2 separate regions of the Mus musculus genome follow, and region 2 is linked to region 1. Evidence: chromatin contacts called from public Hi-C data. All regions are on one chromosome and are shown on one strand. Each heading gives the region's core, a stretch centred on a gene start, on an enhancer-like site or on the middle of the called end of the contact. The rest is flanking DNA. Distances are from core to core; before and after follow the strand shown. Region 1 holds the start of Sgsh (N-sulfoglucosamine sulfohydrolase (sulfamidase)). Region 2 overlaps Rnf213 (ring finger protein 213).

Region 1 (3,926 bases), core at 736-3,235:
CCTCCACCCCGCTGGACCACTCGGACAAGAACCAATGACAGCTGAGCCAGTGGGAGGACTGGCGGGAGGACAGGCAGGAGGACAGATGGCAGGACAGGGAGGAAGACAGACAGAACGACAAGGAGGAAGACAGGCAGGAGGACAGGCGGGAGGAGAGGTGGGAGGACAGGGAGGAAGACAGGTAGGAGGGCTGGACAGAGGACACATGGGAGAACAGACAAGAGGAAAGCCAGGAGTTCAGGGAGGAAGACAGGCAGGAGGACAGGCGGGAGGACAGAGGGACAGGGAGGAAGATAGGCAGGAGGACAGGACAGAGGACAGACAAGAGGACAGGCAGGAGGACAGGTGGGAGGACAGGGAGGAAGACAGGCAGAAGGACAGGGAGGAAGATGGGCAGGAGGACAGACAGGAGAACAGGCGGAAGGACAGACAGAAGAACAGGCGGGAGGACAGACGGGAGGATAGGTGGGAGGACAGGCAGTAGGACAAGCAAGAGGACAGCCAGGAGAATAGATGGGAGGACAGGGAGGTAGACAGACAGAAGGACAGGGAGGAAGACAGGCAGAAGGACAGGATGGAGGACAGGAGGGAGGACAGATGGGAGAACAGGCAAGAGGACAGCCAGGAGGACAGATGGGAGGACAGGCAGGAGTGGTTGTGTTACGTGTGCCTTCTGTTGCATGCCAGGAAGCCATGCTGCTTGCACACAGAGGTCTCAGCTCTTGCCTCTGACCCTGATCATTCAGTCCTAAAATTCCTGCTGTCATTATCTGAATCCAGTCTTCAACAGTTAAGTGAGGGTGGGGTCCAATCGAACAGGACTGTGGCATTTCTCTGTCAGGTTTGGAAATGAGACAGGTGTCATCAACAATCCAGGAAGGCCTCCCCAGAAACAGAGGGAGGAGCCGGCTCTCTGAACCCAGTCTCTCCATATAATGAAATTGTTAGACTTACATTGGTTTGTTAAAAACCTGGCCTGTAGTGTGGCGTGCATGTGTGCATGCGTGAGTGTGACTCTATTTTCTGCTTTGTCCGTATTTTCCCTGCATGTACATATACAACAGTTACAGATCCCTGTGAGCCGCCATGTGGGTTCTGAGTATTGAACCTGTGTCCTCTGGAAGAGCAGCCACTTCTCCTAACCACTGAGCCACCTCTCTAGCCCTGAGACTGCCAGGTTTTGTTGTGATGGCTGTCCAAGCTGAGACAGGACCGAAGTTCCAGAGCCACACGAACTGGCTCCAGAGGATTCCAGCGCCAATCCTATCCGGTGGATATACACCCTAGGCCGATCTTCGAGACTATCCTTGGAGAGATTGGGGGTAGTGCTGCAAAGACAGCACTGTTTATGTTACAATTAACCAACTGGCTTGCCCAGATACCACAAAGTTTATCAGAAGAGTGGGCCTGGCCCAGAGCCAGACCTCAGAAGGCCTGGGCTGTCACAAGCCAGGCACTGATCACCCAAACAGGAAGTCTCATGAATGCAGGAGGAACTTGGTGGTTTGCGTGGGCATTGGAGTACTGTACTTTTGGGCCAGGAGCTAAGAGAACTGACCAGGGCATCCTGCAAAAACTCGGGGACTCAGGCTATTCTCATTTCTGGAACCTTATCAGAGGTCTGCATGAGTAGCCGGGGTCCACCGGGTCTCCTTGGCAGCTTTGACTACAGATGTGGGAATGCTGGCCAGCTTGGGGATGGCAGAAGCGGGAGGGCCAGACGCATTTAGAGTCACCAGGAAGAGACCTGCAACAGGAGGCTCGGCAAGGAATTGGCGCGCCGGGGTCAGCATGGGCCAGTGGCGGGGAAGAGCCCAGTGGCCGCTTCTGGGAGCAGCAGCAGGTGGCCGTGCCAGGGACGGCGGCACTCACCAACTATCAGTAGCACGTTGCGCGAGTGCGCGCCGCAGAGTCCCAGGACCAACAGAATTGTGCAGCAGGCCAGTCCCGGGCAGTGCATGGCGGCGCCGGTCAGGGTAAGCGGTTCCGGCTCGTCCGCTCCCCACGGTCACGTGCACGGCAGGCCCCGCCCATGTCCTGCCCACTCTGTTTCTGAGATTCCTGCGGACTCAGCTACCGCCACTTCGGAAGACCCTGAGTCTCAGCGTCCGGTGGGTGAATCTGGGTCCTTGTGATGGAGAGAGGGAGTGTGTGGCGGTGTGGGCTGGGGTCACCAGGAGCTGTGGGGCCAGCGCTGAGTCCTCGGGTGAGCCCTACTCCGGGAACCCTCCCTACCGCAAACCATTAGAGTCCGGGCCGCCTTACTCCAGGTTCTCAGACTTGTTTGTGTTCCCCACTGGGACCTCAGCCTCCGTTTCCCAACCCCCCCCCCCCATACCCCACCCCGCGATCCCGGGATCCCGCGCTAGCGGCGGCGTGGGGGTGGGGAGGAGTGGATTTTGTCCAGAGTGTCATTTCCAGGGCTGGGGCGTGTGGACCAGTAATGAGGAGTCAGCTATGGGCTGGGACACGTGTGTGTGTGTGTGTGTGTGTGTGTGTGTGTGTGTGTGTGTGTGTGTGTGTGTGTGTCTGTTCGCCAGGATCTTAGCGGATGCTACGTACCTAGAATTAATTTGAGAGCTTCAGTTAGTCTTTGGAAAACAAAGTAGAATCTTCAGCCCTCCCACCCTTGGGCTATGAATGCCACAAGTGGGTGCTGGGTAAATCTTGACTTCAGGGATGTCACATACTCCCACCCCCTTTCCCCCAACTGCAGCCCTTAGTGGTGGGTGGAGTCCTACCTAACACCTTGGTGGCCCTCTGCGGTGGTGAGGTGTACACTTGGTGAGGTGTAAATCTTGGCTCCTCAGGGCCTCCTGGCTGCCTACCTACACACTCTGCCGGCCAGAGGAAGCCTGAGCCTGCAGGACCTGCTTCTTCTGGGCTGGGATAGTCAGGTTCCCCGGGGAGGGGGTAAAAGAAAGGAGCAGGTTCTTCGGGGTGAAAATGTCGTCTTTAGGCATCCCCTCAAGAGCTAGTTTGCGGGGGGCGGGGAGGGGGGGTTGGTAGGGGTTGACAGTGGAGAGACACCAGAGCTTGGGATCAGGGGCTATGGCCCAGAGATGGGAAAGAGAGGCTGAGGCCTCCCTGAATCCTTGGTGCAGGCCCATGTGCACATTTTGCTGGCTTCCTTTCCCAGATCATGGTGGTTTGGTAAACTTAGCCACCTGGCTCAGCCTCCCTGCCACAAAAGGCAGGCTATGCTCCTGACGCCCTTGGGAAGATAACGCCACCTTCTCCCAAGCTCAGCCCCTGATCACTGCTCCATGTCACCCATGCCCAGCTCTGTGAAAGGTCTGGGTCAGACCAGATCCCCCAGCCTGCACATGGCACCAGACACATGCTGCTGCTCTGCTACGGCCCTGAGGAGGAGGCTACCCGTCCTGGCCTGGGTGCCTGACTACTCTCTGCAGTGGCTGAGGCTGGACTTCATCGCTGGACTTTCCGTGGGACTCACCGTCATTCCCCAGGCCCTGGCCTATGCAGAAGTGGCTGGACTCCCACCCCAGGTGAAGTGACTGACCCCTCTGCTAGCTGTCCCCTCTCCACAGCCAGATAGATCCCTTCCTACTCCTCAGTGTCTGTCCACAGTTTGAAACACCGACCATGGAATCCAACACTTCCATGTGTCCGACCCAGACGGCCCCTTGGCGTCTAATCTCTTTTCATGTGACTTATTTTTGGTGCCAAGCGGTCCTAGATTTTCCAACTGGGGACCACATCATGCTTCATGGTGGCCTTACGAACAACCAGGCACTGGTGGCTTGTGCCTAGAGATTCCAGCACTTGGGAAGCTGAGGCAGGAACATTGAGAGTTCAAGACCAGCTTATCACAGGGCTCCATAGCGAGACTCAATCACAAGACAACAGGTCTTAAAAGATTGCTTAGGTCCCAGCACTTGGGTGGCAGAGGCAGGCGGATTTCT
Region 2 (3,926 bases), core at 408-2,907, 81 kb after region 1:
CTAATAAACCCAGATGCTCTAACGCCCTGCACCTGCCATCTAGGGCTTCTGGAGCAGTGGGGGAAGCCTGACTGGTGAAGATGCTGCACGACAGAGCCCCAAGGGACACGCCCAAGCACAGACACTGCATGTGTGCTGGGGGTGGGGCATAGACAGACACTTCATGTGTGATGCCAACAGGGTGGGGGTGGGGGGCAGCTGAGTGCCAGTGAGGACATGTCTACTCACTCCAGCCTGTTCTCTGCTTCTGTCCCAATAGAAAGATTCTGCCAGAAATTTGGAGTGGCTGAAGACAGTGAAGGAAAGCCATGGATCTGTGGAGCTCTCATCTCTGTCCCTCGCCACAGCAATCAACAGCAGGGGCGTCTACGTTATTGAGGCACCCAAAGATGGCCAGAAGGTGAGCCTCCCAAAGTCCTGGTGCAGTTTTGTATGGCCCTGTGGTCTTGCTATAAAGTTATGGGACTCTGTGCAGGAACTAACTTATAAATGTGTGCTGCCCCCCAGATTTCCCCAGACACTGTTCTCCGCCTCCTCCTCCCTGATGGCCATGGTTACCCCGAGGCATTGCGCACCTACTCCACAGAGGAACTGAAGGAACTTTTAAATAAGCTGATGCTCATGTCTGGAAAGAAAGACCACAACAGCAATACAGAAGTGGAGAAGTTTTCAGAGGTGAGCAGATAGGTTTGTGCTGCTGCCCACAGGGGCCACTTTGGCGTCAAGCTAGGCCAGTCACTTTTGTTACTGAGCTATGGAAAGGGTCTGTGTAGGCTTTTGGTCAACACAGCTCTGCCATGGGTCTGCAGGATGTAGTACCCCGATTCACAACGCCAGAGACATATCTGAAGTAGGGTAGACCCTATGAGCAGCAGGTCCTCCTCAGGAGCCTCAGGAGGAACTGTGACCAGCTGTGGAGAAGAGATGGCCAACAGATATTCTTAGAAACAATCACCTCACTGCCTCCATACTCCTGTTGAGGTAGGAGGGTCTTGAATTTGAGGCCAGTCTGGAAATACGAGACCATGCCTTTACATACAAACACACACATACCCATACAGTCTTTACATTGACATCCTTTGTCTTTCCCTGGACATGGTGGCACACATCTTTAGTCTCAGCATTTGAGAGGCAGAGGCAGGAGGAATCTTTATAAGTTCAAGGCCAGTCTGGTTCCCTAGTGAATTCTAGGATATCTAGGGATACGTACTGAGACCCTGTCTCAAAAAAAAAAAAAAAAAAAAACAAAAAAAACAAAAAGAGAAAAAGAAAAAGGCAAAAAGGCGATGGGTGCTCCTTGTTAAGCCGATCGAATAACTATGGAGAGGCTGTGGTGTGATGACTATTAGGCAGATTTCTGTGAAAAGTGAGCTAGCCTAAGCCCTTTACCACTCCAAAGGCTTAATAGCAGGCAGGTGTGTGTAGGGTAGTGTGTCTTCCCCACAGGCGTGTGCTTTGGCCTCATGGTTCCCTTTCCCCCAGGTCTTCAGCAACATGCAGCGGCTTGTACATGTCTTCATAAAACTGCACTGCGCGGGCAACATGCTGTTCAGGACTTGGACTGCTAAGGTCTACTGTTGCCCTGACGGGGGCATCTTCATGAACTTTGGCTTGGAGCTGCTGAGCCAGCTGACAGAGAAGGGAGATGTCATACAGCTCCTGGGAGCCCTCTGCAGGCAGATGGAGGACTTCCTAGATAACTGGAAAACAGTGGTCGCCCAGAAGAGAGCTGAACACTTTTACCTCAACTTCTACACAGCTGAGCAGCTGGTCTACCTAAGCAGTGAGCTCAGGAAACCCAGACCTAGTGAAGCTGCCCTCATGATGCTATCCTTCATTAAAGGCAAATGCACTGTCCAGGACCTCGTACAAGCTACCAGTGCCTGTGAAAGCAAGGCTGACAGATACTGCCTGCGGGAGGTTATGAAAAAGTTGCCCCAGCAGCTGCTTTCTGAGCCCAGCCTAATGGGCAAGCTTCAGGTTATTATGATGCAATCCCTCGTGTACATGAGTGCCTTCCTGCCACACTGTCTGGACCTGGATGCCCTGGGTAGATGCCTTGCTCATCTGGCCACGATGGGTGGCACTCCTGTGGAGCGGCCACTCCCCAAAGGCCTGCAGGCTGGCCAGCCTAACCTGATCTTGTGTGGCCACTCGGAGGTGTTGCCAGCTGCACTGGCCATCTACATGCAGGCCCCCAGGCAGCCCCTGCCCACCTTTGATGAGGTGTTGCTCTGCACCCCAGCGACCACAATTGAGGAAGTGGAACTACTCCTGCGGCGCTGCCTCACTTCGGGCTCCCAGGGGCACAAGGTCTACAGCTTGCTGTTTGCAGACCAGCTGAGCTATGAAGTGGGCTGCCAGGCAGAGGAGTTCTTCCAGAGCCTGTGCACACGAGCGCACCGTGAAGACTACCAGTTGGTGATACTCTGTGATGCTGCCCGGGAGCACTGCTATATCCCCTCCACCTTCAGCCAGTACAAAGTGCCCCTGGTGCCCCAGGCCCCGCTCCCGAACATCCAAGCTTACCTGCAGAGCCATTATCAGGTCCCGAAGCGGCTCCTGTCAGCAGCAACTGTATTCAGAGACGGGCTGTGTGTTGGCATCGTGACCTCTGAAAGAGCTGGCGTTGGTAATGAAAGAGGTCCCCTCTCCCAGATACTGCCCACTGACACTTCCTTCTCTAGCAAGGCTGACTCTGATGAAGCCCTTCTTCAGGGGTTTGGCTCTTCCTTAGCTGTAAGCCACTGAGAACTCTGTCCTCTCACAGTTCCTGACCACCTCCTTCAGACTTTGTTGCAGTTTCTTTCCTCTGGGAGTGCTGCTGGCTTCTGGCATCAGTGCTGGTTGTGGTTGAGTGAGAAAAAACCCTGACCATGCTTCAGTTGCTGTTTGTTTCCTTTCATCCTGTCCTCTCTTCCTTGAACAACCCTTTTCTGTTGGGAGAATTTGGTTCCCCACACTCTACCTTTGGCCATCGCTGACTTGCGCCGTCAGTAGTCAGGAAAAGGGCAAAGTTGGTCAGTGGATGGTGGACAGGGAACCTGAAGATCCATGGTTAATGAAGCTGCTAAGAAGTGGCGGTGCACAGCATCTGGCTTGAATCAGAATCGCTTCTAAAATATCTCTATATTCTCTTCTTCTTGGTCTGTAGATTTGGGGCCTAATTTTTGTATGTTCATATTGTAGGAAAGTCTCTCTACGTGAACACACTGCATACAAAACTAAAAGCAAAGCTACGTGACGAGACGGTCCCTTTAAAAATTATTCGATTGACAGAGCCTCATCTAGATGAGAACCAAGTCCTAAGCGCACTGCTGCCGTTCTTGAAGGAGAAATATCAGAAGATGCCGGTTATATTCCACATTGATATCAGCACTTCAGTAAGTGTCCTGGCACCGCCACCCACGAGAGGAAGGCACTGCTCCCCGATTCTGACTGCCTCCCTACGCATGCATCCTGTCAAGGGGCAAACAAGCAGCTCTGTAGGGTGAACAGCAGTGGCTACCGTCCTACTGACAAGCCCCTGTGTTTCCTTCTTTAGGTTCAGACTGGAATTCCCATTTTTCTTTTCAAACTCCTCATTCTGCAGTACCTGATGGATATCAATGGGAAAATATGGCGTCGGAGCCCGGGTCATTTATACCTTGTTGAAATCCCACAAGGGCTCTCGGTACAGCCAAAGAGGTCTTCTAAACTGGTGTGTATCAAGAAAAACACAGAGGTTTGGTGGGGGTTAAGCACTCCTATCCCACACTATTTATTTATTTATTTATTTATTTATGCCAACCCAATGCAAGCTTGAGATATCTGAGAAGGGGGTACCACAATCAAGGAAATCCCTCTATGAGATTGCCTGTAGGCAAGTTTGTAGGGCATTTCCTGGGCCCAGTCCTCATCAGGGGACAGTGTCACTGGTAGGACTG

What was found. Hi-C and Micro-C count contacts between places; a contact is called where the count stands out from the background.
Region 2: a contact with region 1 is called in a Hi-C map of pre-B cells, with 1.7 times the contacts expected there. The contact joins the enhancer-like site here to the promoter of Sgsh in region 1. A contact is called at or near these places in 2 of 39 promoter capture datasets (embryonic stem cells and erythroid cells), 3 of 15 datasets of contacts at CTCF or cohesin (CD8 T cells, the G1E-ER4 cell line and large pre-B cells), 11 of 484 Hi-C or Micro-C datasets (B cells, CD8 T cells, the G1E-ER4 cell line and 6 more), 2 of 115 datasets of contacts at active chromatin or transcription factors (the HPC-7 cell line and embryonic stem cells) and 3 of 9 other capture datasets (adipose tissue, liver and pancreatic islet).

The regions. Positions count from the first base shown.
Region 1 is chr11:119,353,525-119,357,450 of GRCm38.p6, forward strand. Sgsh (N-sulfoglucosamine sulfohydrolase (sulfamidase)) reads right to left here and starts at 1,986. Exons shown (of 8, transcript NM_018822.3): 1 at 1,873-1,986. The coding sequence starts at 1,960. It overlaps Slc26a11 (solute carrier family 26, member 11), which reads left to right and starts at 2,033. Exons shown (of 17, transcript NM_178743.3): 1 at 2,033-2,111; 2 at 3,284-3,509. The coding sequence starts at 3,327.
Region 2 is chr11:119,434,429-119,438,354 of GRCm38.p6, forward strand. Rnf213 (ring finger protein 213) reads left to right here. Exons shown (of 68, transcript NM_001040005.3): 24 at 260-400; 25 at 508-675; 26 at 1,483-2,632; 27 at 3,190-3,383; 28 at 3,545-3,700. Among named protein-coding and RNA genes, the nearest start is that of Mir1932, 46 kb to the left of the region's middle. Within about 2 kb of position 1,658, at least 42 of the 459 cell types and tissues checked have an H3K27ac peak or open chromatin away from gene starts, as enhancers often do. A contact at or near this core is called in the P5424 cell line and pre-B cells, where this site is marked.